7 separate regions of the Mus musculus genome follow, and all the other regions are linked to region 1. The links are chromatin contacts, called in public HiChIP or PLAC-seq, Micro-C and promoter capture Hi-C maps. All regions are on one chromosome and are shown on one strand. The core of a region is the stretch at or near the end of the contact, and the rest is flanking DNA. Distances in the headings are between cores, read along the strand shown. Region 1 holds the start of Celsr1 (cadherin, EGF LAG seven-pass G-type receptor 1). Region 2 holds the start of Wnt7b (wingless-type MMTV integration site family, member 7B). Region 3 has its middle 22 kb from the start of Wnt7b. Region 4 holds the start of D130051D11Rik (a long non-coding RNA gene). Region 5 has its middle 20 kb from the start of D130051D11Rik. Region 6 has its middle 32 kb from the start of Lncppara. Region 7 holds the start of Ppara (peroxisome proliferator activated receptor alpha).

The links. Promoter capture Hi-C pulls out the DNA fragments that hold promoters and counts their contacts. A called contact is a pair of places that touch in the nucleus more often than the background predicts. HiChIP or PLAC-seq counts read pairs in DNA pulled down with a chosen protein or histone mark.
Region 2: a promoter capture Hi-C map of liver shows a contact between it and region 1. The contact joins the promoter of Wnt7b here to the promoter of Celsr1 in region 1. A contact is called at or near these places in 7 of 39 promoter capture datasets (the 3T3-L1 cell line, 3T3-L1-derived adipocytes, hippocampal neurons and 2 more), 9 of 484 Hi-C or Micro-C datasets (B cells, the G1E-ER4 cell line, brown adipocytes and 5 more), 2 of 115 datasets of contacts at active chromatin or transcription factors (embryonic stem cells and pancreatic cancer cells) and 1 of 9 other capture datasets (liver).
Region 3: a FOXA1 HiChIP or PLAC-seq map of pancreatic cancer cells shows a contact between it and region 1. The contact joins the enhancer-like site here to the promoter of Celsr1 in region 1. A contact is called at or near these places in 10 of 39 promoter capture datasets (the 3T3-L1 cell line, 3T3-L1-derived adipocytes, embryonic stem cells and 4 more), 37 of 484 Hi-C or Micro-C datasets (B cells, the G1E-ER4 cell line, the HL-1 cell line and 16 more), 3 of 115 datasets of contacts at active chromatin or transcription factors (embryonic stem cells, pancreatic cancer cells and stem cell-derived neural progenitor cells) and 2 of 9 other capture datasets (embryonic stem cells and embryonic trunk).
Region 4: a Micro-C map of embryonic stem cells shows a contact between it and region 1, with 4 times the contacts expected there. The contact joins the promoter of D130051D11Rik here to the promoter of Celsr1 in region 1. A contact is called at or near these places in 4 of 39 promoter capture datasets (cranial neural crest, embryonic stem cells, liver and 1 more), 3 of 484 Hi-C or Micro-C datasets (CD4 T cells, Th1 cells and embryonic stem cells) and 4 of 115 datasets of contacts at active chromatin or transcription factors (embryonic stem cells, pancreatic cancer cells and stem cell-derived neural progenitor cells).
Region 5: a FOXA1 HiChIP or PLAC-seq map of pancreatic cancer cells shows a contact between it and region 1. The contact joins the enhancer-like site here to the promoter of Celsr1 in region 1. A contact is called at or near these places in 2 of 39 promoter capture datasets (cranial neural crest and pre-B cells), 1 of 484 Hi-C or Micro-C datasets (Th1 cells) and 6 of 115 datasets of contacts at active chromatin or transcription factors (bone marrow-derived dendritic cells, bone marrow-derived macrophages, large pre-B cells and 3 more).
Region 6: an H3K27ac HiChIP or PLAC-seq map of microglia shows a contact between it and region 1, with 5 times the contacts expected there. The contact joins the enhancer-like site here to the promoter of Celsr1 in region 1. A contact is called at or near these places in 1 of 39 promoter capture datasets (the C10 cell line), 3 of 484 Hi-C or Micro-C datasets (all in embryonic stem cells), 7 of 115 datasets of contacts at active chromatin or transcription factors (embryonic stem cells, forebrain, large pre-B cells and 3 more) and 1 of 9 other capture datasets (liver).
Region 7: a Micro-C map of embryonic stem cells shows a contact between it and region 1, with 4 times the contacts expected there. The contact joins the promoter of Ppara here to the promoter of Celsr1 in region 1. A contact is called at or near these places in 13 of 39 promoter capture datasets (the 3T3-L1 cell line, 3T3-L1-derived adipocytes, the C10 cell line and 6 more), 1 of 15 datasets of contacts at CTCF or cohesin (embryonic stem cells), 47 of 484 Hi-C or Micro-C datasets (B cells, the C2C12 cell line, CD4 T cells and 28 more), 15 of 115 datasets of contacts at active chromatin or transcription factors (bone marrow-derived macrophages, embryonic basal ganglia, embryonic hindbrain and 5 more) and 4 of 9 other capture datasets (embryonic stem cells, embryonic tail, liver and 1 more).

Annotation. Positions count from the first base shown.
Region 1 is chr15:86,031,901-86,036,043 of GRCm38.p6, reverse strand. Celsr1 (cadherin, EGF LAG seven-pass G-type receptor 1) reads left to right here and starts at 2,267. Exons shown (of 35, transcript NM_009886.2): 1 at 2,267-4,143. The coding sequence starts at 2,274. Gm34764 (a long non-coding RNA gene) reads right to left here and starts at 1,791. Exons shown (of 3, transcript XR_384307.4): 1 at 1,477-1,791.
Region 2 is chr15:85,580,129-85,584,271 of GRCm38.p6, reverse strand. It overlaps Wnt7b (wingless-type MMTV integration site family, member 7B), which reads left to right and starts at 2,451. Exons shown (of 4, transcript NM_009528.3): 1 at 2,451-2,892. The coding sequence starts at 2,822. It overlaps AU022754 (expressed sequence AU022754), which reads right to left and starts at 3,130. Exons shown (of 5, transcript NR_040433.1): 1 at 2,855-3,130; 2 at 1-2,022.
Region 3 is chr15:85,602,177-85,606,319 of GRCm38.p6, reverse strand. No RefSeq gene overlaps it. Among named protein-coding and RNA genes, the nearest start is that of Wnt7b, 22 kb to the right of the region's middle. Within about 2 kb of position 2,204, at least 17 of the 459 cell types and tissues checked have an H3K27ac peak or open chromatin away from gene starts, as enhancers often do. A contact at or near this core is called in the HL-1 cell line and pancreatic cancer cells, where this site is marked.
Region 4 is chr15:85,632,803-85,636,945 of GRCm38.p6, reverse strand. It overlaps D130051D11Rik (a long non-coding RNA gene), which reads right to left and starts at 2,350. Exons shown (of 2, transcript XR_003951642.1): 1 at 911-2,350.
Region 5 is chr15:85,652,084-85,656,226 of GRCm38.p6, reverse strand. No RefSeq gene overlaps it. Among named protein-coding and RNA genes, the nearest start is that of D130051D11Rik, 20 kb to the right of the region's middle. Within about 2 kb of position 2,221, at least 330 of the 459 cell types and tissues checked have an H3K27ac peak or open chromatin away from gene starts, as enhancers often do. A contact at or near this core is called in Th1 cells, bone marrow-derived dendritic cells, bone marrow-derived macrophages and 4 more, where this site is marked.
Region 6 is chr15:85,669,295-85,673,437 of GRCm38.p6, reverse strand. No RefSeq gene overlaps it. Among named protein-coding and RNA genes, the nearest start is that of Lncppara, 32 kb to the left of the region's middle. Within about 2 kb of position 2,312, at least 212 of the 459 cell types and tissues checked have an H3K27ac peak or open chromatin away from gene starts, as enhancers often do. A contact at or near this core is called in liver, microglia and pancreatic cancer cells, where this site is marked.
Region 7 is chr15:85,734,015-85,738,157 of GRCm38.p6, reverse strand. Ppara (peroxisome proliferator activated receptor alpha) reads right to left here and starts at 2,382. Exons shown (of 8, transcript NM_011144.6): 1 at 2,062-2,382; 2 at 1,280-1,364.

The DNA of each region.
Region 1 (4,143 bases), core at 1,018-3,517:
ACCCACCCTATTTAAAGACCTATTGCTACATGCGCCGTATGTGTGTGTGTGTGTGTGTGTGTGTGTGTGTGTGTGTGTGTGTGTGGTTTCTCCAGCTTTCTCCCTCCCACACCCAGGGGCTCTTCTTCCTGAGGCTCCAGAACCTTGAATTTCCTGCAAGTGCACCCCCAAGAGTAGCCTGGGGTAAGGTCCTGGCCCTGTCACATTTAAGGGTTAGATTTTTGTCTCCTTCCCACTCTCTTCACACACAGTTCTAAAGAGAGCTCTCAAGATCTATGAGGGTCCAAAAACAACTCTACCTTTAGGTTAGTGTAATGGCTTCTGTTGTTCCCAGTAAGAAAAGATTATTTTCAGCTACTGAGAAATCCCAGAGATTCATCTATGACATAAACTTTATGCTATATGTATGATCGTATATATATGATTAATATCACACATGTGTATATTAGTACACATATATGCTATTAATGCTGAGGAAGCTCCCTTGACTGTTTTTGTTTTTTGTTTTGTTGTCTTTTCTTTAAAGATTTATCTATTTATTTATTTTATGTAAGTACACTGTACACTTTTCAGACACACTCATCGGATCCCATTACAGATGGTTGTGACCACCATGTAGTTGCTGGGAATTGAACCTCTGAAAGAGCAGTCGGTGCTCTTGACCACTGAGCCATCTTTCCAGCTCCCCCCCAACTCCCCCCCCCCACAGGTTTTAAAGCGACCCTGTGTCCTATTGTCCTATTGTCATCCTGCTGGGCCCTGACTGCCTAGAAAACCCAACTCTGATGGTGATCAAGCAGCCTTCAGGGTCCCACTCCTCCAACTGATCCCAGGAGAAATCTTTCAAAGGCAAGAGGCCTGCCCAGTGTGTCCATGCGTGACTGAGGCTGCAGTGGGCTTGGGCCCCTTTCAAGGAGGTGGGGAAAATGTTGCAAAGGTCCGCCTCTCCCCTCCCTAGTTCGGAAGCACCGCCTTTAAGGTGTGCTCCTTTGGAATCTAGGCTCGGTCTTGCGGCTCTGAAGCCACGCCCCACCCTTTCACGCAGGGCGAGAGTGATTCTCCAGCCCCCTTCTGGTTTTCCCCAGGTTCTCACGGATCCTGCCCCCTCAGTGTTTGCTTGTCCCCTGATGGGCAGTAACTAGGGGTTTGGTGACAGACGGTCTCCTCCACCAATGTTCAGGCCCCACAGCATGTTCTGGGGAACAAGGCCCCTCCCACTGTCACCTCCAAACTACATTATTTTTCTTTCCAATTTAAATGTTGCACTTTAAACAAAGTGGAACCCGAATCCGGTTAACTGCCCATGAGATTTCAAAATCCAAGGAACTCCTTGGAGTTAAGCATTTGAGCTCCCGCGAGGCTGGAGTCTAACAGTCTCCCAGTCCCCTGCCACCGCCACGACTCTACCGAAGTTTTCTAGCACCTCTGTATCTTGGAACTCTAGATCTAACTCTCTCGACGCCAGGGGTGGCTTACTCATAGATCTGCACTATCAGGTGCAATGCGAGGATTGAACAGCACTCGGCCCAGAGGAAACTGTACGAGGGACTCTTTAGCAGCCGCGGCCCGGGACTCTAGAGCAGTAGTTGAGCGCCACGCTCCCAGGGCCCGGTCCTCTGCGGATGTTGGGTGCCAAGACCGAAAGGGAAGGGGCTGGAGGCCAGGCCCCGCTAGGGCCGCGCCCCCACGTCTCCATGGAGATCATCGGGGCGCGCACCTCCTGGCTGGCTCCCTCCCCATCATCCTCCCCCTCCCAGGGCTGAACAATGAGCCACTGGGAGGGGGCGGGGCGGGGCCGGGGGCGGGGAGAGAGAGAGAGTGGCGGGGGCGCTGGCAAAGCACACCGCCTAGCCAGCAATCCGTCGCCAGGGTCTGCGGGCGGTGTGGTGATCGCAGCCCCCGCCCCGCCCCGGGCCCGCCCAGCTTCCCACGCCCGCCCAGCAGAGTCGGTGCTGGGGCCACCTGGAGCCGCCTGGAGCCGGCGCTGCTGCAGGTTGATGCGCGGCGCCCTCCCGGGACGCACGGAGGAGCCATCTTGAAACCAACTTGGCAAACTTTCGCAAAGTGCTCTCGAAGTGGAAGCTGAGCGGGAGGCCGGGCGCGCGGCCCCCGGTGTCCTCGCCAGGGCCCCCGGGGAGGCAGAGCGCGGGCCGCCCCGAGGGCCCGGCGCTGGGCGCGCGGGAGCCGCCCCCCGGCCGCGCCGGGTGGATGCGGAGGTGCGCCGGGTGCATGGATTGTGCTCCGGCGCCCGGCTCGGGCTGCGGCTCCGGGCCATGGCGCCGTCATCGCCGCGCGTGCTGCCCGCGCTGGTGTTGCTGGCCGCCGCCGCCCTGCCAGCCCTGGAGTTGGGAGCAGCCGCTTGGGAGCTGCGGGTGCCTGGCGGGGCCCGCGCCTTCGCTCTCGGACCCGGCTGGAGCTACAGGTTGGACACCACGCGCACGCCTCGGGAGCTGCTGGACGTGAGCCGCGAGGGGCCAGCAGCCGGTCGGAGGCTTGGGCTTGGCGCGGGGACTCTGGGCTGTGCCCGCTTGGCCGGGAGGCTGCTGCCGCTGCAGGTCCGGCTGGTCGCCCGCGGCGCCCCGACGGCCCCGAGCTTGGTACTAAGGGCACGCGCCTATGGTGCCCGCTGTGGGGTCCGGCTGTTGCGCCGCTCGGCCCGCGGTGCAGAGCTGCGCTCTCCGGCCGTCCGCTCAGTTCCTGGACTTGGAGATGCGCTCTGCTTCCCGGCCGCAGGCGGCGGCGCAGCCTCGCTGACTTCGGTGCTTGAGGCCATCACCAACTTCCCCGCCTGCAGCTGCCCGCCGGTCGCCGGGACCGGCTGCAGGCGCGGACCCATTTGCCTGCGGCCAGGAGGTTCAGCTGAGCTGCGTCTGGTGTGCGCCCTGGGACGCGCGGCAGGCGCCGTTTGGGTAGAGCTGGTAATAGAGGCGACCTCTGGGACGCCCTCAGAGTCGCCCTCGGTGTCGCCATCGTTGCTTAACCTGTCCCAACCTCGGGCGGGGGTGGTGCGACGGTCTAGGCGGGGCACGGGCAGCAGCACGAGCCCGCAGTTCCCGCTGCCCAGCTACCAGGTGTCAGTGCCTGAGAATGAGCCTGCGGGCACTGCGGTCATCGAACTGCGCGCGCACGACCCAGACGAAGGCGATGCAGGACGCCTTAGCTACCAGATGGAGGCGCTGTTCGATGAGCGCTCTAATGGCTACTTCCTCATCGATGCCGCCACGGGTGCAGTGACCACAGCCCGCTCCCTGGACCGGGAGACCAAGGACACTCATGTACTCAAAGTTAGTGCTGTGGACCACGGCTCCCCGAGGCGCTCAGCTGCCACCTACCTCACCGTAACTGTCAGTGACACTAACGACCACAGCCCAGTCTTTGAGCAGTCTGAGTATCGAGAGCGAATTCGAGAAAACCTGGAGGTGGGCTATGAGGTTCTGACCATCCGTGCCACCGACGGGGATGCCCCTTCCAACGCAAACATGCGCTATCGTCTGCTGGAGGGCGCAGGTGGTGTCTTTGAGATAGACGCACGATCAGGTGTCGTGCGCACACGGGCTGTGGTGGACCGTGAGGAGGCGGCTGAGTACCAGCTGCTGGTGGAGGCCAATGACCAGGGTCGCAATCCAGGCCCACTCAGTGCCTCAGCCACCGTCCACATAGTGGTAGAAGACGAGAATGACAACTACCCCCAGTTCAGTGAGAAGCGCTATGTGGTTCAAGTCCCAGAAGACGTAGCCGTCAACACGGCTGTGCTTCGAGTCCAGGCCACTGACCGGGACCAGGGGCAGAATGCAGCCATACACTACAGCATCGTTAGTGGCAACCTGAAGGGTCAGTTCTACCTGCATTCGCTTAGTGGGAGCCTGGATGTTATCAACCCGCTGGACTTCGAGGCCATCCGGGAGTACACCCTGCGCATCAAAGCCCAGGATGGGGGCCGGCCTCCTCTCATTAATTCCTCAGGACTGGTCTCGGTGCAGGTGTTAGATGTGAACGACAATGCGCCCATCTTTGTGAGCAGCCCCTTTCAGGCTGCCGTGCTAGAGAATGTGCCCCTCGGCCACTCAGTCCTGCACATCCAAGCGGTGGACGCAGATGCAGGGGAGAACGCCAGGCTGCAGTACCGTCTAGTGGACACAGCCT
Region 2 (4,143 bases), core at 1,202-3,701, 450 kb after region 1:
TTTAATCCCAGATGACCTTGAACTCAGAGGTCTCCCTGTCTTAATCTTCTGGATTTCATAGCCACTATGCCTCAAGATCTCCATGGTCAGAAACTTGTATTTCTCAGCCTCCAGACTAGGATCATGGGTGAGCCTTCAGATTTTGGATTGTAGTCCATTCCAGATATAGTCAAGTTGACAACCAGGAATAGCCACTACAAACACCATGGAGTATAGGAATGATGATGGTGGTGGTGGTGGTGGTGGCGGCAACGACGACGACAAGGAAGCACAGGCAAGGATAGCGGAGCCTGGCTGAACCCACAGATAACCAGGTCCTCAAACTGTCCTGGCTCTGGAGCCTTCTGTCTTCTTCATACCAATCCCAACCTAGCCCTTCGGAGAGAAGCTTCCCGGTAGAAGCAAGTCCCCACCGTATCCCACAGACAGATGTGGGGGGTCTTGGAGCTAAGCTTTAACCCATCTTCTTCAAGCTGCAAGGTCAAATGACGGGTAGGAGGCCCTCTGTGATTCTAGGTCTCCTAGGACGCCTGGGCGGTGCTGCTTCCCACCTGCTGTCGGCAGGGGGCAGCACGTCGCTGTGTTACAGACCCTATGCAGTACTTCAGACAACCCTGCATTCTGTTTTGGGGAAACTAAGGCCTAGAAGCAGGTCGGGTCCCATCTACCAATAGAATTACCCACTTTTCTCTGACATAACCCTCCTAGAGAATCCCAAGGCCAACCCTATCTTGGGCCTCCCGATCTGACAGGTCTGGAGATGGGCTAGGAATCTTAAGACCCCAGGATTGTTTGGTGTTTGTTTGTTTGTTTGTTTGTTTGCAGGGAGGAGGAGGCACGCGTGGATGCTGTTGCTATTCCAGCCCCGATGCAGCCACATAAATATTTTGTCTCACTAACAGACCCCAAGACAGGGGTTGTTGGTGGGGACGGTGGAATAGCCCCCAGACTCCAAGGCAAAGTGAGGAATCCCTAACCATTTCAAGTCCAGCTCTTGTGGCAAGCGTTGCTCCCTGTCGCCACGGGATGGCAGCATCCACCTGCCAAGCTACCAGGCTGTTCTGCTTGCTCCCAGCCACCTGGCCCAGCTCAGCTCCCTGCCTACCAAGTTGTGCGACATCCAGAGTTCTTGGTTTCAGGGGACAGTGGTGTGGGACTGCAACTACCGTTTGACATCTGTGCCTTAGTTTCCCTGCTTGTGATGTCCAAATTCTCCTTTCTAAAGAGTCCTCCAACTCAAAACGATCTGCACAGCTGCACCTGCCGGCTTCTGGACCTGGGGTTCAGGAGCGACTCTCTCTCTCCCGGGTCGGGTCGTGGCAAAAGTTCAGAGGATTTGGAGAGATTAAGAGGGGATTAGGGGCAGGGACGGTAGCTTTTGAGCTCGAGGTTCCGGGCTGAGGACAGCGCCCCCTCATACCCCTCCTCATTTCCACACCAGGCAATTGGGTGTTGGCCAGTTTAAAGACGAGCGCCCTCCGAGTTCATCCCCTTGTCATAAGGGCGCCATTTGATGCTGCTGTCCGGGGCTGTAGACGCTTGAAAACCTGGCACACACCCCCCACCCACCCACCATGTGTCTGGTTACTAGCTGGTCCGCTGTGCTAAGACAGACCTAGCTGTGACAGGCAGTGTCCCTGTCACCCATTTATCCAGGATAGGATCAAGCGAGACACACCACAGGATGTGCCAGGCACCTAGGCCAGTCTGACTTCCCACTTTAGCGGTTCAACAAGAATCAGATCTGACACCCGCCCGCATCGGACAGGCCTGCAGAGTGAGACAGAATCCTCAGACTGGGACTCTCCAAGGATGCCTTTCTGAGTCTCTCTGTCATGGTGCCACTTTTAATGCTGGGCAGGCTGGTGTGTCTACCAGTCTCAAGTCCCACGCTCTGCTTGCGCTCTGCAGTGCCGGGCACTGGAACGAGTTTTCCCCGAGTTTGTTGGGCAGGTAACAATGCCTGATCCGGAGTTGTGGCCCTGGAAGCACCCACGTAGGTAACGTCTAGGGGAAAGATGTCTGCACATAGAAAGGAGATGGTGGTGGGTGGTCTCTCTCTCTTTAACTAGAAACTGGAAACCAAGTGACCACCAAGCCCTGAGCGGGTAGTTTCTTAGCCCCCGCCCCTACCCCCACCTTCACTGTCTCTGAGGAGCGCAGGTGTCTCTTTGGAGCCGCACCCTCTCCCCTCCCTCCCCTCTTCCCACGCAGTCCTGGGAGGGCGATCGGAAGGGAGCTGGCCTGGGGAGGGGGGGCGAGGGGTTAGATGCGTTCGTGTGTCACGGGGGAGGGAGGAGAAAAGGGAGGGGAGAGCCAGGGAGCGCGCGCGAGAGAGCGCGCTGCGAGCGAGGAGGGCGGGCGGGAGGCGGATCCTCCTACCTGGGGCGCGCTCGCCTGCTCGCGGCTCGCTTGCCGGGGCCGCGAGTCACCTGGGGAGGCGGACAAGTGCGGACACATTGGCCGCCCCGGCGCACCGCGAGGCGCGCACGGCCCCAGGCGGCTAAGCCCAGTGGAGGCAGCGCCCGCCCGCTGCTCCTGGCCCCGGCCTGCGCTCGCAGAGTCCCACGGTCACTCCGCTGGGCTCCGAGGTCGCGGTTCCCCGCCCGGGTCACTCCCCCGGGCGCACGCGGCGGCTGCGGCGCCCTGGGCTCACCATGGTGGCAACGCGTGCCGGGTGCCCACGCGTCGCCCGCCTCCCGAGCCGAAGCGCCGGCTGAGCGTGGTCCTACCGCAGCTCCCTGGCTCCTGCCCGGCCCCTGCCCACCCGCGCGTCCCCTCCGGCCGCAGCTGTCTATGGCGCAGCCCCCCTCCCTGGATCATGCACAGAAACTTTCGAAAGTGGATCTTTTACGTGTTTCTCTGCTTTGGCGTCCTCTACGTGAAGCTCGGGTGAGTATTTCTCTGGGCGGGGGGCTGCAGACGGGGAGCCGGCAGCCACCAGAGCCTCCTCCAGCGGACCTGGGGATAGGAGTTGGTGGGGGAGGGCGTTTCTTGAAGTGGCCAGGCTGGCTGGTATCTCCGGCCCTCAACCCAGCCTCGTTGAGACTCAACCGAGCCCCCCCGGAGCCAGAGATCCTCCGGAGGGGCGCGGAGCCAATACGCAGCAGGGACAGCGCGGTCCGCGGACGGCCGCAGCGGGGCTCGCGGGTAGCGGCGAGCGTGCCGGGCGCGTACTTTCACCTGTTTGGGCTCCAGGCCCCGGGGGTGGGACGCGCCTTCCCTCCCCCGGGCTGCGCTGGGCGCCGAGCCCGGGCCGAGCGCTAGCCGCCGGGAGGGCGCGCCGGGCCGGGGGGGGGGTGCGTGGGGCATCCCCGGCGGGGGAGATCGGGGCGCGCACTCGCCGCGAGCGCGCAGGCCTTGCACCCGCCGCGGCCCTTCGTCTCTATCCATCACCCGGACATGTTGAAATTACCTTGACAACTCGTCCGGCTGGCTCGGGATGGGCCGTGGGGCTGGCGCAGCAGCCTCGGGCTCCGTCCCGGGCCCGCGCCCCCGCCCGCCCGGGGCCTTGCGCCCGGCCCCCTCTCACCGAGCTCCCCCTGGCGCGGCCGGCCGGGCGGGCTCCAGGCGGGCCGCGCTCGCTGCTCGCCGCCGTAGCTGCTCCGAGTCGTATTTCCACATTCCTGAACCCAGCCGAGTCCTTACCTGTTGAGCCGCGATCTCCTTTAGACGGAATCTGTCTCGGCCTCCCCGGATTGGGGGTGGAGGGGCAGTGTGACCGAACGGAGCGCACCGCACCTCGCGGGCGTTAGTCACTCTTGGCGGGCCGGCCGGGACCAGACCCCCACCCCCACTCGGAGCACCTGCGGACATCTGTGCCCGCCTTGCCCGGCGATCCTACTATGTGTCGCCCGGCGCTCTGAGGCCAGCCTCATCTTGGCCCTAGGAAGGCCAGTGACCAGACCTGTAGGAGGGGCGGGTTCCGGTACCTGGGAGACCGACTTTCCAGGCGAGAGGTAGAAACAGTCGCTGAAGATCAGCACCCTTCCCAGCTCTCTGCACCTCCGCCATCTTACAGGTGAAGAAATTGAGGCCCAGAGAGGGGTAGGGACCAAACCTGGTGGCCTCAGAGGCAGGATTGAAAGTCTCTTCCTTATTCCTGCAGACCTGGGCGGGAGTGTCTGCGGCTGAGAGTGGTTG
Region 3 (4,143 bases), core at 955-3,454, 430 kb after region 1:
GGGTCATGGTTGCCCTCGGCCTTGAGTGGCCTCCAGTCTGGTGAGGCAGCCAGACTGCAGGGTGCCGGGAAACAAGGCCCACACTGTTTGTTCAGCTGTTGGGCGGGCACCCGAAGTCCTAACCAGGACCTGGTCTTTCTGGAGTTAACACATGCACGCCTGCCCTTCCTCACAGAGCATGCTCAGACAGTGACGACTCCTGAGGGGACAGAGTTTTCTCCGGAAGTCATCACGGGCAAGCCAGTGCAGCTGTAGGTGAGACCGTACTGGGGATCTCTGGTGGAGGAGGGTGCTGACCGAGAGAGACAGGCACTGGCCAAGCACAGAGGCCTCTAATAGAGGAGGGACCTTAAGCTGCCTCCTCACCCACTGGCTAGGACCAAGCAAAAGTCTGCGTGCAGAGGTCTGGAGGACTGCTGAGGCCAGCCTTCAGGAGCTGCCTGGGTGGGTGAAATGGGATCTGAAAATCCCAGAAAGACAGTTGCCAGGTTCCAGCCTGGCCACTAGAGTGGGCCTGCCCAGGGAGAATATCAAGGTTATTCTTCAAGGAAGCCATAGGAAGGAAAAGACACCGCTGAAGTCACACCAGGGGGCTCCAGCCTCCCCCGCTTCACACTTCATCCTCTGAGTCTTCTGACACTGGCCACATACCATCAAGAGTGGTGTCCAAGCCGCTGTTCCCAGGTAGCTCCATGGTGCCACAGAGGTGCCACGCGGGCTCAGGATTGGACTGTGGGTTCTTCTGATTGTGGCAACCCAGCTCATGTGCAGTTGCCCGCTACTTGCCAATCCTGAGTAAGAATATCCCCAGACTCCAGCCTTGCCCACCAGGCTGATCACAGCTGAAGTTCCCAGCCAGGAAGACCAGAGGCTGCCTATTGCCTCTGTAACCCACAGAGGTCATAACAGTGTGGCTGTTGGGGGTCAAGTGAAATGTTTGGTACATACTAGAACCTATGTAAAAAGCCAGGCAGAGCGACTTAAGCCTGTAATCCCTTTGAGGGAGAGGGAGAGGCAGAAGGACCCTTGGAACTTGCAGGCCAGACAACCTTGCTTACATGAAATGCTCCAGGCTGAGAACCCTTGCTCAAAAAAAAAAAAAAAAAAAAAAAAAAAAAAAAAAAAAAAGAGGTGGACGGCTCCCAAGGAAGGACACCTAAAGTTGACAGCTGGCCATTCCGTGTACACATAGACACACGCACCTGGACCGGAATAAATGAACTCGCCCGTGTTCCTTCCCACAGGCACATAACAGCTGGCTATTGTAAGGGTCTGTTTAAGGGTTCCTTCTTACACAGCAGGCACAGTACCTAGAGCAGCCCCTATGGTACAGATGAGTGCCAGGTATTTTGGCTGCTACCGAGAGAGATGCGGTTGCTGTGACTCTGAGCTTGAGTGAGCACAGAGTAGACTAGAAGCCTAGGTCGTGTGCTGTGCTCCAGGCAGAGTCCAGTGCCCTTGGCTTTAATGCCGCCAGGGTCCTGGGTCCTGACTTGCAAGCTATCCCTTGAAAAAGGTGAAAGGAACAAGAACTTCAGGGAGGATGGGGGGGATAGAGAGGGGTCATTTATCATCAGTGGGAGAGGCCTGAGCCATGCTCTGCCAGCAACATTAGGGTCACTGTGTGGGCGGGGACAGCTACACTGAGAGAGGCTTTCAGGGACTCATGTGGCAGCTGCTGGGACCACAAAAAAAAGGCTGGGACTTGGGCTGCCTGTAGCAGGGGCTTGGGGAGACAGAGGTGTAGTATCAGGACAAAGGACTAAGGGGGACATCTGGCTGAGGTTGTAAAGGTGACAAGATGCGTTCCAAGGGCCCCATATTCCTGTTGCAGGCTTAGAAGCAGCATGGCCATTCCCTTCCAGTATTTGCTACAACTTCATCACTTTATTCGTCAGCTGGAGGAGCAGCATCGAAAGTCTCCACCCTCAAGTAGGTGCCCAGGTGGTTGTGGGCATGGAGGGAAGCTCTGGAACAGGCATGGGCTGAAGGCCTGGCAGGCCTTATTTGGGGGTGTACCTGGAGTATCCCAGGCCAGCCCTACCAGCCCAAGCTGTAGTTCAGAATGGAAAGATTCTATAGAGCAGTGGCCCTCAACCTTCCTAATGCTGAGACCTTTAATACAGTTCCTTGTGTTGTGGTGACCCCCCAGCCCAACCGCACAGTGATTTTTGTTGCTACTTTCTCACTGCAATCTTGCTACTGCTATGAATCATAATGTAAATGTCTGATATGCAAACCCAGGGGGTCGTGACTCACAGGGTGAGAACCAATGCTCTAGAGGAACAGAAAGCAGAGATAGATAGATAGATAGATAGATAGATAGATAGATAGATAGATAAGATATGTGGGTGGCTGGATGATGGATAGATAGATAGATCATACATACATACATACATACATACATACATGCATGCATAGATAGATAAACTATAGATAGTACTGAAAGGATCTCTAGGGATCTACAGTGCAGTTAGTGGTTGCTAAGTGAAAGAGAGAGATTTTCTTCAGTGATGTCTTAGCTAAGGTTTCTATTGCTACAGCAAAACACCATGACCAAAAAGCAAGTTGGGTAGAAAAGGATTTGTTCGTTGGGCTTAAACATCCACATCGTAGTCCATCACTGAAGGAAGTCAGAACAGGATCCTGGAGGCAGGAGCTGACGCAGAGGCCATGGAGGGGTGTGGCTTACTGGCTTGCTTCCCATGGCTTGCGCAGCCTGCTTTTTTATACAACCCAGAACCACCAGCTCAGGGATGGCCCCACCCACAAAGGGCTGGGCCCTCCCCATCAATCACTAATTAAGAAAATGCCCTACAGGCTTGCCACAGCCCAGTCGTATGGAGGCATTTTCTCAATTGAGGTTTCCTCCTCTCAGATGACTATAGTAGCTTGTATCAAGTTTGACATAAATCTAGCCAGCACAAGCGGCATAGCCATTGAAGGGAGAAAGACAGACAGACAGACAGACACACACACACACACACACAGAGAGAGAGAGAGAGAGAGAGAGAGAGAGAAGAGACTAGTTGAGAAGAGGAAGAGATCTGGTGGGCATGGGAGCAGAGGAGGTGAGAGTCATCAACATATAGTATATGCATGTATGAGATATCAACATGAAACTCATAATTAACACATGCTAATAAAACTTTTTTTTTAACGAAAGAGATACACTGGCTTAACTTACGCTAGAGGGGCTGGGTAGTCCAATAGTAACTGCCTGGATCCTGGAGAGACAGACAACTCAGTCCTGGCAGCAGAACCAGCAGAACGCCTGAGCAGATCTGACCTGGGCGCTCCCAGGAGAACGCTGGTGTGATATGTGTGATGAGGGGCTGAGGAGGCTGGAGTCTGACAGTCGCAGGTGGTGGCAATGGTTCACGAACTCCTCAGGGCAGAAACAACGTTGCCAGCTCACACTAACTTCCTCACCCAAGCCCTTTCTTAGCTTGAAGGTCTCCCTCCTGTTCAAGGCAGGTCATGCCCCACCCCTAGCCACTGGCCTGTATGTCAGTTCAGGCTGACCTCAGACTTGTTACATAGTTGGGGATGACCTTGAACTCAGGGTCACCAACTTCTTCTCCCTAGAGGGGAGATTACAGAGGCACCCCACAGTGCTGGGCTTAGCCTATTCGTTGATGGCTGTCTCATCTATCCTAGCAGCCTGGACCCCATATACACCCTCCTGTTCAGTGATGCCCCTCCCACAGGGCAATGGCCCTCAGTTTTGGGGGGGGCGGGCAGGTGGAGACGTTCAGGAAAGGAGAAGCCCTCAAGGCTGGGTTCAGGGGAAGGCATCAGAGTTCAACCGATGGATAGGTCAATAGCCTCCTTGATTTCTGAAGGCCTGGTGTTGAGAAGACCCCTGGCACCTGGGTCTCTGAAACAGTTGATGGAATAGGGAGGCAGAGGGCAGGGGAAGGTTTCCGGGTCCAGGGAAGGATATAGCAGGCGTAGAATAAAGAGGCAGTACTCAGTACCAGCTTGGGGCCGGGTGGAGGTGGGAGTGGGGGGCAGAGCTAGGCCTTCAGGGAATGATGAAGGGCATGAAGGGTTATAAGGGAGGGCCTGCCAGGCTCACTGGTACCCACAGTGCTCACACAGGGGAAGTATTCAGGGAGCCAATGGCCTCTTTGTCAGGTG
Region 4 (4,143 bases), core at 1,101-3,600, 400 kb after region 1:
TCAGCACCCAAATCAGATGGCTCACAACTGTCTCTAACTCTTGGTTTTGGGGAATCCAACACCTCTGGCCTCCTTGGACACCTGCACTCTTATGAGTATAATCACATGCACACACACACACAGACACACACAAAATTTAAAATAATATAAATCTTTAACAAGAAAGGAAGAAATAAAGAAAGGATGGAAGAAAGGAAGGAAGGGACGGAGGAAGAGAGTGAGGGAAAGAAGGAGATGAAGGGCTTGCCTGAGGCCTCAGAGTAGTCTGAACTCCCGGGAAACCTTAGTTCTTTAGAGGTTTGGAGCTGAAAGCCTCTTTTGAATCAGCGAGGCCTCTCTGCATTGTGGCTAGCATGCCCTGAGGAGTAAATACTCACCCTATACTGGCTTAGGTGGAACCCAGAATGATTTTCTGAGCACAAAAGTAGTCTAGACCCTCCTACTAAGTCCTGTTCAGCTCCAAGAGTCCTTATTCCTTGGACCACACCCAAGACACATTTATTCTTTTTTTTTCCCATAAAAAGGGGGGCACTGGTCTCTGAGTTGAGATTCCTCGACTCACTTGAAATTATTGGGCTGAAGTGTGCCTCTGTCCACAATTGGTGGGAAAAAAACAAAACAAAACAAAACAAAAACCAGAGAGGCCATTCTCTTGGAAACCATGTGTTTTCTTTTTATAGAGGTGCCCATCCAGTTCCCAAGCTTTGTCTTCTAATATGGAGAAAGAAAAAAAAAAAAAACCAAAAAACCAAAGCACTGTAAGGCTGCCTCTCTGAGGCACATTTCAGTCTAGAAAATCTGGACTATTGCAAACAAATGAGGTAGAACCTCAAGCCCAGGGCTAGGTACCCACTGCTGCCAACAGCCACCACATAAGACCTGGAAAGACACTATGGAACCAATAAGATACCTTAGGCTATCCCAAGGAGAGCAGTAGGTGCAGAAGAGAGAGGCACTCTCAGTGCACAAGGCTGGTTTCTTCAAAATTATATATGAGAACACTGGGTGGTCTCTTTCATACACATTCTGTCCCTGAGAGTGGCTTGGCAGGCTTGGTCCAACAAACCAGATGCTTGGAAATCACCTACTTTTCCATGTTCTTCAAAGGCATCATAGAGACCATCTTCTGCAACCCACTCCTGACTCCGGTACAAAGAAAGACAGCGCACAAATGATGCACAATCTACAATGTTTCATTTGGGGGTTGATCTTGTAATGGTGCAGAAGCGACAGGCATCAGCAGAAACACTACTTGGGATTTTGAGTTTGATCTCTTCCATGCTGGTGATAATGCGATATAAGCACCCTTTCTCAACGCTGGCCATCACCAGGGGAAACCACATGCTCCAGTGTGCTGAGTTGATAAGCCAGGACATTTAGTAGATTAAGCAACCCCATGATGTTTTAAGCCACAGTGGGTCCTCTGTATGAGCCATTATTAAAGGTTAAAGAACCTTTATTTGATGGTCTCGGTGAACAAGTTGGGGTGGGGACATCAGGCACCTCCAGGATGCTTAAAGTCTTCTGGCTAGGAATAAAGAATGATGAACGGGGCAGTGCTGGCGACGAGAGGTGACCACGGAAAGGAACTATGTGCTCCAGCTGAGCAGAACAGATTAAACCAGAGAATCAGAACCAGGGTGTGGAAGGACTTGTCTCTCTGTGGAGGGACAGTGCTGGCCACAGTGGCTAGGAGCCCTGCGACAGCACATCAGAAGCATGTGCGGGCCTTCCTGAAAAGTGGCTGTCAACAAATAGGCGCTCTCGTCTCTGGGCCTGCAGACCTCCAAAAGGGGCGTTCACACTGCGGGGCTAGCCTGGGCTCTGCATTTCTTGGATAGGGCTGAGCACCCGGCAGGGCCACGTCGCTCCTGGTACAGAGGGAGGCTACAGTCTAAAGTAGGAGGGGCCTCGGGTTCCCGGTGCCAGGACTCCGCCGCCAAGACGGTGCCGTGGCCTGCCCCCTCTAGGGACCTAGAAAGCTCCACGCTCACACCTTGAGGGGGTACAGAGGGAGCAGAAAAGGCAGAAGTGCGCCCACGGCGCCCACAGCCCTTAAAATAACACACAACTCTCACGCTCCACCCCGGAAGCAGACTCGCGGTAGACGTAGGGCGGGGCCTCTCGAGTCTGGGGGCGTGACTTCTAAGTAGCCTGCGCCGGAAATGAAGTCCAGGGTGCGGCATACTTGGAGGCCGCGGTTCGCAGCTGAGAGGCGGGGCCCTGTCTAGAGGCGGAGCCTTGCCCAGCTGGAGGTGGAGCCACTGGGCCACCATCTCCGACTTCCGGGGTCGCGGGCGGTGCGGGCGGAGTGAAGCACAGAGTGGGCGGGCCCTGGGTCGGCCAGCTCTGAATGCAAATTTACGGCCTAGCAGGCTGCGGCTCCGGGGCGAGGCCTGCGTGTGGGGCGGGGCCTAGGTATGTGGGCGGGACCTGGCGCCGGGCACGCCCAACCTTAGTGCGGGCAGGCGGGAGGCGGAGCCTCTGCGCGCGGCCTAAATGAGTTTGCGCAGACTCAGGGCGGGCTCTCAGCCTGTCACTGTGAACCTTAGGGCTGCATTTCACTTGAATCAGATTTTCGTTTTAGTCAGACTTTTCTGTTCTGAAAGCTTTCCTGCCCTTGGAGTTTGTAAATCTTGGCAAGGAGGAAGAAAACGGGTAACCCTCAAGCTCCTCGTGAGATTTTTCCTTTTTTGAGGCTGTGTACGTGATGTAAAGAGTCTTGCAAAATTGCAGTAACACTTGAGAATACCTTAAAAATACCCAGTTCTTGATCTAAGGGTGTACCTCAGTTGGTAGAGTCCTTTCCTAGCAGACAGGAGACCTTGGCTTCCATTCTAGTATCAAACAAACAAACAAACAAAAACTTTATAATTTTCCAACTCAAAAATCATACGTTACTGGAGAAAATTTAGAAAGTTGACAAGAATTTTTAAAAACCTGATCAATATGCCAGGTAGTGGCACACTCCTTTAATCCCAGCACTTGGGAGGTAGAGGCAGGTGAATCTCTGCTCTTGAGACCAGCCTGGACTACAGAGCAAGTTCCAGGACAGTCAGGGCTATATCTCAAAAACACCAACAACAACAACACAAAAAACAACAACAAAAACAAATAAACACTCTGATTATTTAAGATCACTAGTGTTAACATTTTGACGTTTCTATTTTTATAATTCTATGTATATTTGAAACAGAAATAGGGACAATACTATACAGTACTACCTTGCCCTTTGTCTTTTTGTGGCTGGTGTTGCTGTGAGGGTCTGACCATAGCCCTATTTGTGGCCCCACACAGCCCTAGATGGGAAACCCCTTTGTTATTTAACTCTCATAGGCCGTCTTGTTTCCATCTCTTTTGAGTTTTCCTTTCTTTCTTTCTTTCTCTCTTTTGTTTTTGTTATTGTTTTTTGTTTGTTTTTGTTGTTTGTTTTTTCGAGACAGGGTTTCTCTATATAGCCCTGACTGTCCTGGAACTCACTTTGTAGACCAGGCTGGCCTCGAACTCAGAAATCTGCCTGCCTCTGCCTCCGGAGTGCTGGGATTAAAGGCTTGAGCCACCAAGCTCGGCCCTCTTTTGAGTTTTCTACATTTAAAAGGTAACAATGTTTCAACAAGTGATAAATCACTTGTAGCCAAAAAATAGATACCTAGTGTCCAGATTACATAAAGAACTAAAACTCAACAATGAAATCCCTAATTTAATTATAGGCAAAGGACTTAAATGTTTTTAAAGACTAAGTAGCTAAGACCCATACAGCCAACAAGATACTCATTGTGGCCAATCAACAGAGGGGAAAAAAAAAAAACCAAATTCACAAAACACTTCACACTAAGGTTGCAAGTACAGAAAAAAAAAAAAAGCACAAAAATGGAAAAATGGAAAAAGTGTTGGCAAGTATGTGGAGAATCTGGAACCTTTTCACATTGCTGGTAGGAATGCAAAATGACGTAGTTGCTACAGAAACCTTTATGGAAAAGCCAGAGCTACCACAAGGCCCAGCAATTTCTCTTGTCAGTATGTAACCAAGGACTTGAAAGCAGGAATGCTGTCAGTCTGCTGTGCACTCCTGCTCCAAGGAGAGGAAAGGTAGAAATTCTAGAAACAGCTCCCAAAGGGTCATGGATGGGTCAGTGGGTGAAG
Region 5 (4,143 bases), core at 972-3,471, 380 kb after region 1:
TGGGAGCCTGGCACGCTAGGTTCTCTAACATGAAAATCCGGGCAGTGAGGTCACAGTGACAGAGACCCGGCCAATAGTTTTCCCCCAGAGAGGCCAACGAAACCTTACAGGTCTGAACCCAGCTTCTAGAAGGAGTGTGACTTGGCCAAGGTAACTTGATGGCAACCCAAGCTTGGCAAGAGTGCACTACCAAAGGCTGCCAGGTAGGCATTGGGTAGTAGAGGGTTAACTTGGGGAGCTGGGTGGGGTGCAGACAAAGGCACACAGGCAGGGGATCAGGAGCTATAAGGGCCCAGCCTGACAGGCACAGACACAGGGGGCTCTGTCTGCCTGTCTGCTGCCCTGGCACAGTGACTAACCGCCCCACCATTGTGAGCCTGAAGCCAGCCCTTTGTGTGGTCCCCTGGCGTCTGGGAGCACAGTGGAAGAGCCCTTTCCAGCAGTTCGTCTTTGCCCTGGAAACCTGCAGCCCGAGTCCCCTTTTATCCGTTTTCAGGGTTGCTGGGGGCCTGACAATCCAATAGAGGAGTCCCCTGCCCTAGCCAGGAAGGGACACCCAGCGGGGGGGGGGGGGGGAAGGAGGGGCAAAAGAAAGCTTCCAGCTTTGAGAAACCAGCTCAACTTGCTTTGCCCCACTATAGCAAGCTGCCCACCTTCTGGGCCCCCCCCCCCCCCGACCCCTTGAGAAAGATCAAAGTCTGGACGCTTGCATAAAATATGTTTAGAGTATTGAGGACTTGGTAGGGGGAAAAGATGTCTCTCATTAGTAATTCCGTGTGGCATGTTGAGATTACTATTTGGGATCTATGTTAGAGCAAATGGATTCTATTAGCTAAGTGGCTTCTCTTGCTTCTGCCGTTCCTTTTTAAAACCATGGCTGTGAGGAACCGTACAGTTACTGTTAGGCCTGTGACTGGGGCTCACACTGTTTCTACTGGATAGGGCTGGGCCAGGAGAGGGCCCCGGGATCCAGGAAGAAGACTTGACAACTGTTTTCTCTTAGGGAGACAGACTAGGACTCCCCCCCACCCCCCTGCCCAGAATGACTCCTCTCTTAGGATTCAGGGGAACCAGGCACTCATGGCCACACTGCCTCTTGCCTCAATGTGGCATTTTCCTGTATTGAGGATTGCAACTTATACCTTCAAATATTGGGGAACATGGGTGCACAGGAGCATGTACATATGCACACACACACACACAAACACACACACACACGGCCACCAGGCTCCTCTCCATGACCTGTCCTGCCAACCACCGGAGAAGCCAGATTCATAGAGGCTCCAGATGGTCCCCCAAAGTACCCCCTAGAACTAGACATCAGACCATCAGACCCAGGAAAGACAAGACTTGCTCTCTTATCCAATCTCTGTTGCCCTCCTGGGGCCCTTCCTGCATAACTATTAAAAAATTTTTTTTCTGTTTTATGGACGCACCGGAGATGGACATAACACAGGCTGGCCTCAATATTACACGTTCATTATTTCATATCCATTTTTTTTCTTTTAATTTTAGAAGGAGTTGAAATGAAAAAAAAAAAAAAAAAACGAGGGACCCAAGCCACCCTGGGAGCTCCTGACACTTGCAGCTGTAATCCCTATAGCTTGCCAGTCAGGTATCACTTTCCTCTGACCACCGTTCCCTAGAACTTATTCCCTTTCTCCCTAGATAGACAATGGGGGAGGCCCCCACCAGCCACCAGCAAGCATTCCAGAGGATTTTTAATACACACAAATCAGCCAGGAGAAACACCCAGTATCCCAGCGAGGGCCCAAGTCAGTGGGAACTGAGACCTCCGACTTTCCATCCGATTTCCAAGAGGAGCTGGTCAACACCTTCAACCCCAAGAGCAAAGCCCAGGCCTGGTAATAACAGGGCCAATGACTGGCACCCTGCCACCACCCATGATGCACCAGGCCTGTGCAGGAACCAGACAGTATGCCCCCCAAATCCACACCCTCAGCGGGTGCTCCAGACCCTGGCTCTGGAAGGGATGCTGAAGAAGCCTTTGGCTTCCCAGTATCTCACAGAAAAGGCATGTGGGTTCCCCACAACCCCGTTCCCATAGTGCCTCTGCCTAGTTCCCAGCAAACTTTGCTTGGGGAAGGCCTGGTTGATGCAGGAGATGGTTAAAATTCTGCATCCGTTTGCATCCGCCTCTAGAGGAAGCACTGCTTTTTTTTTTTTCACCCCCAGCAGGAGAAGGGGGGGGGGAGCTGAGAGCAGCAATTTGCAGGCCTTGGGATGTTTTTCTCCTTGACAGCCCTGGGCCCCGCCTGCCTAGCTTGGCCTTCTTGGGCTGGGCTAAGGCGGCTGGCCCTGCAGCGGAGGCTCCACTCCGTGGCTGCTGCTCCTCAAGAGGCCCCATGCACACGCATTCACGCTCCCCCCACACACACAGGCTGCAACCTCCGGCTTGGGGAGGGCAAGACACGCTGCATGCTGACGGCCTGGTACTGCCATGGTTCTTCCGCCAGCCAGCGTCTCCCATGAGGCCTGTTCCCAACCAGGTTGCACTGCCTGCCCACCCCCATGGCTCACCCTACTCCCATCCGGAGTGCCCTCACCTTCTGGGCCCCTGGCCCCTGGCCTCGGGTCCTGCTCGTGCCCGGGGCGCCCAGCCACGTCCTCCGTGCCTCTGCCGCTTGCCCCACCCTGCTGCCCGCGCTCTGAGGCGAGCCTGGCACTGTGCCAGGCTGCCTGGGAGCCCAGCCCGGGCAGGGCGAACTTTCCAGCGGAGTGTGTGTAGGGGGATGCTGGAGTGAAGCTGGTGCCAAGGGAGGGAGCGAGCCCCAGGTGCCCGGCGGCCAACCCCCCTCCAGCCCTCGCCACCCCCCACCCCCACCCCCAACATCCCACTCCCTGTCTCCTGAGTCCCATAAAGGCGCAGACAACACGAGTGATTTAGTCAAAACAGTCATGTGCAGGAGCCCGCAAACAAACAAAAGCCCTTATTTATTTATTTAGTTCACACACCCAGATAAGGAGCTGCCTTTGTGCACATAATTTCACAGAAAGAAGGCGAAGCCATGATGCTCCCCGCAGCCCAAGAGCCTGGACAGCAGGCCTGGCTTCATGAATAATTGCAGAGCCTCAGCCTGGGTATTTCCATATTTAAATTGGGCAGCAGCGTATGATTAATTAAGAAGGAAAAAGGCAAAAAGGAAGAAAAGCTGTGGGGGTGGGGAGCCGGACATTCTGGTCAGAGCTACGGTGCCAAGGTGCCCACGGCGGCTTAACTCCTCCCATGCCAGGCCCAGAGGGGGCACTGCTGCAGATGGTTTAAAGGGACCCTGCTGGTGCCCACACTGGCCACCTTCCTGTGTCCAGGGCCACCTGACTCCAGATGCTGCCCAGGAAGTTTCTCTGATATTCCAATATAGCTCACACACACACACACACACACACACACAAAATCTGCTATGTCCAAGATACCCAGTGGGACACTTCAGGCTGAGACAGCCTTCTCCGTGCACATCGCTGCAATGGGGCTCCGTTCACCGACCCCCAAAACACACACAGGTCCCTTCCAAACCCAGAAGCTGCTCCAGAGTCTGGCCGTGAGAGCAGGCAGCCTGGTTGCCAATGAGACAGGAGGCCTGTGGCCCTTCTGGATGGAGTCTAGGGCTGTGGGCTAAGTGAGAGAGGGAAGACTATATACCCAAAGGTCACAGCCCTGGGGTTGGGCCCAGCCATCACTGCAAGTCAGTCCTGACCTTGCCAGCTGTTTGACTTGAGGTAAGTTATCTGGCCTTCCTTAACCTCAGTTTGCACATCTGTAAAATGTGTGCCCCCTTAGGGTTGAGACAATATAGTATAGTTTCTGGCTGACCAAGAGGCCTTCTTGAGGTCTATGGGCATTAATTTTTGAGATGAGTGACAGTGGGGTCAGGGAAACCTCCAGCAGGAAGCTTGCCCCCCCCCAAAAAAAAAACAAGTTTGGAGGACCCAAACAGCAATCAGTTTGCTATGAAGTTGACCTGACTGCTATGGCCATGGACACCCATTGCCCTTGAGTATGTACAGATTGTCCTTGGGCAAGGGCCTCCTGGAGGGGTGGGAAGCTCTGGGGTGGTCTATCTACTACGTCCGTCCAGTTGCAGATAGGCAAATCTAGATATACAATGATCAGTTGCCCCAAAA
Region 6 (4,143 bases), core at 1,063-3,562, 360 kb after region 1:
ATATTTGGTTAAATATATATATATACATATATATATATAGTTATATAGTTATATACACATATTTGGAGATATACATACATACGTACATACATACATATCTAACTATATAACCAAAACCAACCAAACACATGAAAAAGATGGTCAAAGTTAGCCTCTGGTTGCTGTTCTGACTCTGTCAAAAGAAAGCCTCCTTACTCTGGAGCTCTTATCCTAGATAACTGGAGCAGGCAGCTCTGAATGGTAAGCAAAGAGCAGGCTTGGACTTCTCCAGCCTCGTCCATATTCCCGGAAACAGGGCCTCAAATGCCAGTTCATGGGTCTGAGGTGTAATGGATATAGGTGCCCCCCACTCTGTGTGATTTGAGGTGAATGCCCCCAACAAGGCTATCCAAACCACATTTTTAAAAAAAGTGGGAAGAAGAGCAGTGTTCTCGCACACATATGAAAGCAGCCTTAATCCTCAAGGCTGGAGTATCTTTTTAACCCAGGCTACATACACACATGTAGAGACCCGGTTTTATTTCCCAGATAGACAGACCCTATGTGCTCAAATAAAATGAAGCTATTTCTGGCCTGGAGAGATCACTTAGGCTTTTGAAAATCCAACTTTGAAGAAATTAATTTCAGTGTTACCTGAAAACCCCTATAATTATTGTAAAGACAAATTCTTTTGCCCCTTTTTTTGGTCCCCACAAACCCCTCAAGCCTGCTAGCTGTGCTGTGTGAGCCACCTATAAGAAGGTGCATTTATTAAAGAGGTTATGAACTGGGTTTTGTTGTTATTTGGTTTTGCTTTGCTTTATTTAACCGCCCCATAAACGAGAACTTCCCACCCAAGGGTCTTCCACTGCACTCTGGATTTCGGCTGCTATGCTGAAGGTTCACCCTAAACAAGCTCTCTGAAAATGTCCATCTAGCATCAAAAAATATTTTTAAAGTAAAAAGGGTTTAGTAAAACAGGTCAAATTGTTGAGAAAGGACTTAGGCTTCCAAACAACATTTCCAAACACCCCCCCCAACAGATGTTTTCTCTTTTCTATTGTTTAAAATGTCTGCTATAATATTTTATACGCTCGATAAAATCTCTACAAGGCTAGCAGACCCTACACCTGAGATCAGAAACTGTGTTTCACAAATCCCAAGTTCCGGATGGAGGACAGTGTGGTGTTCTCTGCAAGCTGCCTGGCTTTGGGTTCGAGAGCAACCTACCTGGAATGTGTCCCCGACTCTGAAAGATCCCTGCAGTAGGACCCCTCTTAGAAATCTGCCCATTAAATATTTAAATGCTAAGGAGCTAAAGTGAAAAAGGCTCTTACCTCTCCAACCTTGATCATGCCCGCGGCGCACACGTCCACCGCCCTGCCAGACCACGTCTTGGCCGCCGCTAGCGCTGCGCTGGCATGCCCGCGGCCGCTGGCTGGAGTCCGGGGTGACTTGCGTTGGGCTCCTGGGCGCGCAGAAACAGCCGAGGGCAGTGCGGAGCCGCTCCCGCAACTCTTCGCAGGGTGGGACGGCCTCTGGCCAGCTTACGGCGAGGCCCCAAACCCGGGACCCACCGCTCTCCGGGCTTCTGCAGTCTTACATCCAACGACCCACCACGCAAGAGTGGCCCGAAGGATCGAGTCACGCGTCCACGGCTGGCGCCACTGGAGACCTTTGTCCCGGACGCCAACGAGAGTGTGCGGGCCCGCGTGCGCCCACGCCCTGCCGCGGAGGACCGGGCCGGCGTGCTCCGTGACTTTCTCCAAGTTCACGTGCATCCCGGAGCGGCCAGGCGGGCGCAGCGGGCCCGGACGCTCAGAGCCTGGCCGTCGGGCGGGCTCGGGACCCAGCGGCCCAGGGCGCGAGCGTGGCCACGGTGAGAGCCACCGGGGGCGGCCGGAGGGCACCGGGACGGAGCGGGCCACTCGTCTGGCGCTGCCCGGGCTCCGAATGCAGCGGTGGCTTGGCACAGACGCGCCGCGCGCCCGGTGCATGCTAATGGCCGGCGGGCGCGCCATGAATTATTCAGCAGCGGCGCGGAGAGGACGAGCGCGGCTCGGAGGGCGGCCTGGGCCGCGCGTCCCCCGCCGCTGCAGAGCGGCCGCACCGACTTCCCAAACTTTCCCCGGCCCGCACCGAGGATGCGGCCCCCGCGGCGCCGCGGTCCCCGCCCGAGCGCGCTGGCCGCGCTTCCCCCGTTGCCGCCTATTTTATGTCTTTTGTCTCGGAGTTGGCACCTGTCCCAGAGAGCGCGTTTCCCTGCCCACCCCTTCGCCGCCGGATCGGGGCGGGGGAGGGGGCACGGGGGACCGGGGAGGAGGGGACGAGGGAAGCGAGGCGCCCGCGCGCCCTGCGTCCTGGGGAGACCGCCCGGGGGCGGTGGCGGCGGCCGTGCCCGAGCACCCGGGCACCCCTGCTCCGCGGGGAGGTCAGGGTTGCGAACGCGCCCGGAATACCAACGAGGCCGCTGTGCCCGCTGCGGGCCCGTGCGTCCGGGCGCCGCCCCTCCCGGGCGGCCCCCACCCAGACGGGCGCGCTTGGGCTGGGAGGGCGGCGGGAGCTGCGGATTCGCCGCCCCGGCCCCGCGCCTGGCCCCGCAGCTCCGCGTGCGCGCCCCCGCAGGCACGCCGCCCCGGGCGCTCCCCGCTTGCGCGCGCCCGCCCCGCGGCCCCGCCCGTCGCCTTCGCGCGCCCACCCCACTGGGCACCGCACCGCGGAGACCCACCGGTAGAGCCCCGGGGCCAACGCAGCGGGGAGGGCTGAGCAGGAGCGCGTCCCCTGCCCGCGCTGCCCGCGCCACCCGCGCCGCCTTGGCACGGAGGCGGCTGCCCGGGCGCGCTCCGCGGCTGCGCTCCAAGGCTCTGGCTGCCATGATTGCGGGCAGTACCGGGACGCGCGTGCACGCTCGGGGCCGATTGGGACCCTCGGTCTACAGGATCCCCCTCTGCCCGCCCGCAGCCTGGTACGCGCAGAGGACAGCCGCCAGGGTCACGGAGCTCTAGATAGCGTACTGAGACAACGTTGTGGGCCCGATAGTGGCAGTGGCTTCCCGCAGGAAGGGCGCGCGCATGGGCGACCCAGCCAGTCCAACGGAGCAAGGGGCGCGGTGCCCAGCGGGGTACGGCAGGGAGAGCACACAACCTCTCGAATGGGTATGGGAAGTAATGCACAGAACTGAGCATGCAAAGGGGCCGTGCAAGGTGCCTGGGAAGGCATGGGATTCGCGGAGGCATGTTGCCCAGAGCTGGTGCCCACCTCCAGGCTCGCTCCTTTCCCGCTGGAAACAACTTCCTGCTATTAGGACTGGGGCACGGGAGCTGCGAGGGTAGTTCAAGGCCATGGCTTTGCTCTCAGCCCTTCAGCGACACTGCTGGCTCCAGGCCACCCCGGGCCCCTAAAAGGGGGAATGGGACGGCTGGGCTCCAGGACCTGGTTATTGGTTAGAATGCCAAGGAGGCCGCAGCGTCTTTCAGATCGCTTCACTGGCGCGCACAAGCGTTTTCCAAACACAGGCCAGCCTGGGCCTCAGGCTCTCAGAGACACATGTGAACACAGGGTCCCTAGACTTGGATTCCCTCCTCCTGTCCAGACATGCTCTGGATCACAGCCACTTGGACCTGGCTGGTTCTGGAGGTGTATGATAGCCCGTTGACGACCAGGGCCAGAGAGAACAAGGCCTCCAGGGCCCATCCCACAATCTCTGTGCCTGTCTCCCCCCTCCTCCTCCCCACTGGCCTTGGCATTCTAACCAGTGTCCTTTGACGTCATATCTCGCCATTTCTGTCAACCAATTGAAACTTGCTCGTTGTAATAAAAAATATAATTTTTTTATGCCATTGGTAAATTCAAAAGTTCCTCGTGTGTCCCGCTTCCCAGGAAACTTCATTCCACGTTGTATTGGACTGCCACGAGGGAGAACCTGAACATACTAGATAAAGGTAGCCTGGGCTTGCTGGCTCCGTCAGGGCCTTTAACTACTAGAAACCTGTTAAAGTCTAAGTACTGTAGACCACCATGACCCTGGCCTGTACAACAGCCACACCACTTCAGTGCAGGCAACCCCAGAACATACAGTTTAGGGGGAGGGGGAAAAAATCCAGGACACATCCTGCCCTGATCAACTTTCATTTTCTACAACTGCCAGTAGCTGAAGACAGTCAC
Region 7 (4,143 bases), core at 1,133-3,632, 300 kb after region 1:
CTTCCTTCCTTCCTTCCTTCCTTCCTTCCTTCCTTCCTTCCTTCCTTTCTTGCTTTCTTTCTTCTCCCCCCCCCCCAGACAGGGTTTCTCTGTGTAGCCCTAGCTATTGGGGAACTAACTCACTCTGTAGACCAGGCTGGCCTCCAATTCAGAGATACACCTGCTTCTGCCTCCTGAGTGCTGGGATTAAAGGCGTGTGCCTCCACCATCTGGCTTCAAGTTTCTTATAATTCTAGCATGGAACTCAGTCTCATGAGCAAGTCCATGGCTGTCTTGTTTATGGGTGGCTCAGTAGCCCCCACCCCAGGAAGCTATGCAATAAGCATGAGTTATATACTAACGTATGTCTATATATGCATTGGCTAAATACTATATCTAAACCTAGTGAGTTATTAGACAGGCAGTTGAAGCAAAAATACATTGTTTTTTACATTCACATGGAAATATTTTTCTCAACTTAATAGTTAATAAAACAAAATAGAAACATGCTTTCTCTTCTCTCATTCTCTTCCCACCCTTTACACACATACACATAGCATACACACCTAGACACATACACACATACAAACACACATTGATACATGCACACACATATACACACATAAACTCTGTTTATAGGCTTGACAAACATAAGTTAAAAAGAACTACTTCAGCTTTCAGTACTTGGGAGCCTGAGGTGGGAATATAAAGAATTCAAGGCTAGCTAGCCTCTGCTACATAGCAAGTTCCAGGCTAGCATGGGTTACATCGCAGGCTCCTACCCTCCTGACAAACTATGAGTCTGGAGTGTTTCCATGCATGTTTAAGAGGTTGGAAAGGAGACACTTTGCTTTCCACTCTCAGTTCATGTCCCACTGGCTCTGGATTTTCATATGGTCACCAAGTCATACCCTTCTAGCTGCTTCTTGGGGGCCATCCCTGCCTGGCTAATGATGAAACTAACCGACTACTTCATTGAATTGATATGAAGACAGCCAAGAGACGGTCTTATGAGCCAGTTTATAAGCCAGTCAAGTAACACCATTTCTAACGCAATACCACCTTTTTAAACTACGCCGACGCAGCCTGCCATAAAGAAATGCGGTTCCCATGAAGCAAACGCACTTTCCCAGAACTGAAACATGGACTACCCATTTACCTGGCTTCCTGAGCCCTGAAAAGACATTTACTATTCCACCACAAAATAACCACTATCCAAGCCCTGTTGCTAGTCTGAAGTGCAACCAAAGACAGCGTTTACAATATTCCAGTCTGGAAGCCGTCCATTAATCCTCTTTACCTGTGATGACAACGTCTTGTTCCCGAACTTGACCAGCCACAAACGTCAGTTCACAGGGAAGGCAGGGCCTTGAACTTCAACTTGGCTGTAGAACGTTAAAGAAGGAACCGGTTACAATATGTTCTCTGGATCTCCCCCAACTCTCCACCACCTTGGGAAAGTCACTGTGACCCTGTTGCCTGCAACCACTACAGTGTCCCAGGGTCGCCCAAGAAAGTTCCGTGCTCCTCCCCCAAGGAGCCTTTCTGCTTTCCTTAGAGGAAGGGAGTAGGTTGGGGTTGGGGGCCCGTGAGCACCCCAGTGGCAGAGTGCCCCCAAAGACATTATATACCACCGTAGATTTTCTTTAGTATCTGAACATTCTCTCCTTTAAATTAAAAAAAAAAAAGTTTGGGAAAAGGAGAGGTGCAGTTATTTCAGGCTAGTTGGAGTGGATATTGGGGCAGAGTCACCCTCCGGACTAGCACACGGGCACTCCCGGCTCCCTTTACCCATATCAGGCCAGCCGCGCAGCCACTGCACAGAGGAGACTAAAGCTGGCCCCACACAGGACCCGCTGTGGCACTGGCCTCTGGAGGGCAGAGACATAGGGTAACTTTGGCATCGTCTCTACCCTACTGTTGGGGCCAACATCGCCCCACTACGATCAGGAGCAATGAGGAAACTAGTGTTCAAAGAGGGTCCGCTGCTGTTGACTCAAACCCACCGGCAGCGTTTCTCAGGTCCCCAGCAAAGCCTAGGCTGTGACCCCAGAATCAGTCTGTCAGGGAGCCTCCAGTTACCTCTCCTCTAAGTTCCCCGAGGGTCTCAGGAAACGCCTCCCGGTGAGATACGCCCAAATGCACCACGCCGTGAGAAGGGAGCGCCCCGATGTCCCCGCCCGTGTGCCCTCCCCTCCAGGGGACAACCAGAGGACCCAGCGTCGCTCCAGTTCCAGGACTCCACGAACCCTCCAGCCCCCAAAACAGCTGCGAACACCAATGTTCGGAGCCGGCGCACGGCGCTCCAGGGGACTCGAAGTGGCGGACAGTTCCGCGGGCCCTGAAAACTCGCACGCGTGTGCCCTTCCTAGCGTGTGCCCTCTCCAGTGGCTGTGGGTCTCCAGACCCGCGCCCCTAGTCCGCGCGCATGCGCCACCGAGCCCCTCCCCTCCCTGTCCACCCACCTCACTGTCCCGGGACAGGGGACGCCTGGCTCCCCGCCCTCGCGCGTGCCCTCCAGCCCCTGGGCACCTGAGGCTGCACTCCGCCTGCGGGTCCGCAGGGCCAAGCGCGCCCAGGAGGAGGCGCCAGGAGGGGCGTAAGCGGCTGCCTCCGCCCCCGTCACCCCTGTCGTGGGACCGTAGCGTCCGGGGCCCCGGCCCGGCACCGCCTACGCGCGCCCGTGCCAGCCGCGCCCCCACGACACGCGCCGCCCCTCGGACGTCCCCTGCGGGGTCCCGCGGCGAGGTGACCGCCCCGGAAACTCCGCCCCCTAGGCCCGGGCCCCGGCTCAGGGCGAGACACACCCCCTGGACGGCAGTGTCTGATTGGCTGCTGCGGGGGAGGGCGGGGCCTAAGAGGCCCGGGGCAGCTCTCCTCGATGCCCATTTAGTGCCTCGGGGCCCGGGCATCCGTTGGTAAACTGAGGCGGGTTAGGTGAAGGGACTGCCCAAGGTCACCCGACGGGGGAGAACAGTCGGTGGGAAGGGTGCGCCTTGGCGCGCACTCCCTCCTGCTCCCAGCCCCGCGCACCGGCCAGGACTGAAGTTCAAGGCTGCGGGTCTGGGTTGAGCTTTCCTCCGGGTGCCCTCGTTGAGCTGGTCTAGATCGCACAGCTTGTTCCCCGAGTCCCGGGAGTTCGTGGGGAGGTGGACGGACAGGCGGAATCTGATCTTTAGAGTCCCAGGATGAGAAATGGGGAGAAAGGAAGAGCGAGCTGGGGCACGCGGCAACAGGTGGCCAAGGTGCCAGGGTGGGTGTGGCGGGCGGGGAAGGCAGAGGCTGAAGGGCATCGAGGACGGTCGCAGGGAGGCGCGGCCGCTCTGACCCACCCTCCGCCTCTGCCCCGCCCCGGGCTGTGGCCCCTCTGCATACGCTTCAGGGGTTGAGGGGCTGACTGTGTCCAGCTCAGGCACTGGGGCTCTGCCAACTGACAGCGCAGGCGGGAGGCTGCAACTGGGAGCAGGCTGCGACCCAGAGCAGCCGCTTTGCTTGTGTCGTCCTTGGATCTTCAGTCACGGAATGCACATGCCCCCCGAGGTGCCAACGCCCCAGGACGCCGCTCCTTTGGGAACGAAATGTGTGCTATGCCAGCCCTCCTGTCTGTCCTCACGCTGGGCCTGCCACTATGCTATTTGTGGCGATGAGCGCCCAGGAGAGCCTACTAGGGAAAGGAAACTTTCAGCGCACATCTCCTTACCCTGGGAACTGGAGACCAGACCCTACAGGCACATTCAGGGACGTCTTTTAAACCCACCTTTGCTGATCAGCCTCATACCTGTGGTGAACTCTGCCCCACCTGCCAGACACCCACAGAACATTCCCTACTTGCCTACTGGCAAGCTCGCCTTTTCTTGCACGCAGTGGCCAGGAAATAGCTACTATTTGTATTATGCTTCGAAGCTTGCAAAACTGAGACCCTGGAGATGGTTGAATGGGTAAAGGTGCTTGCTACCAAGCCTGATGACCTGGATTCCAACCTGGGGACTCACACGGTGGAAGGAAAGAACCAACTCACATGCACACAAGCACACACACACACACACACACACACACCAGCTACTCTGCCACATACAATTTTAAAAAATGGAAAAATTAAAAGACCTTGCACAGTGACCTGTCTGTATGATTTCCTGAATGGCCCAGGGGATATTCAAAGACAAC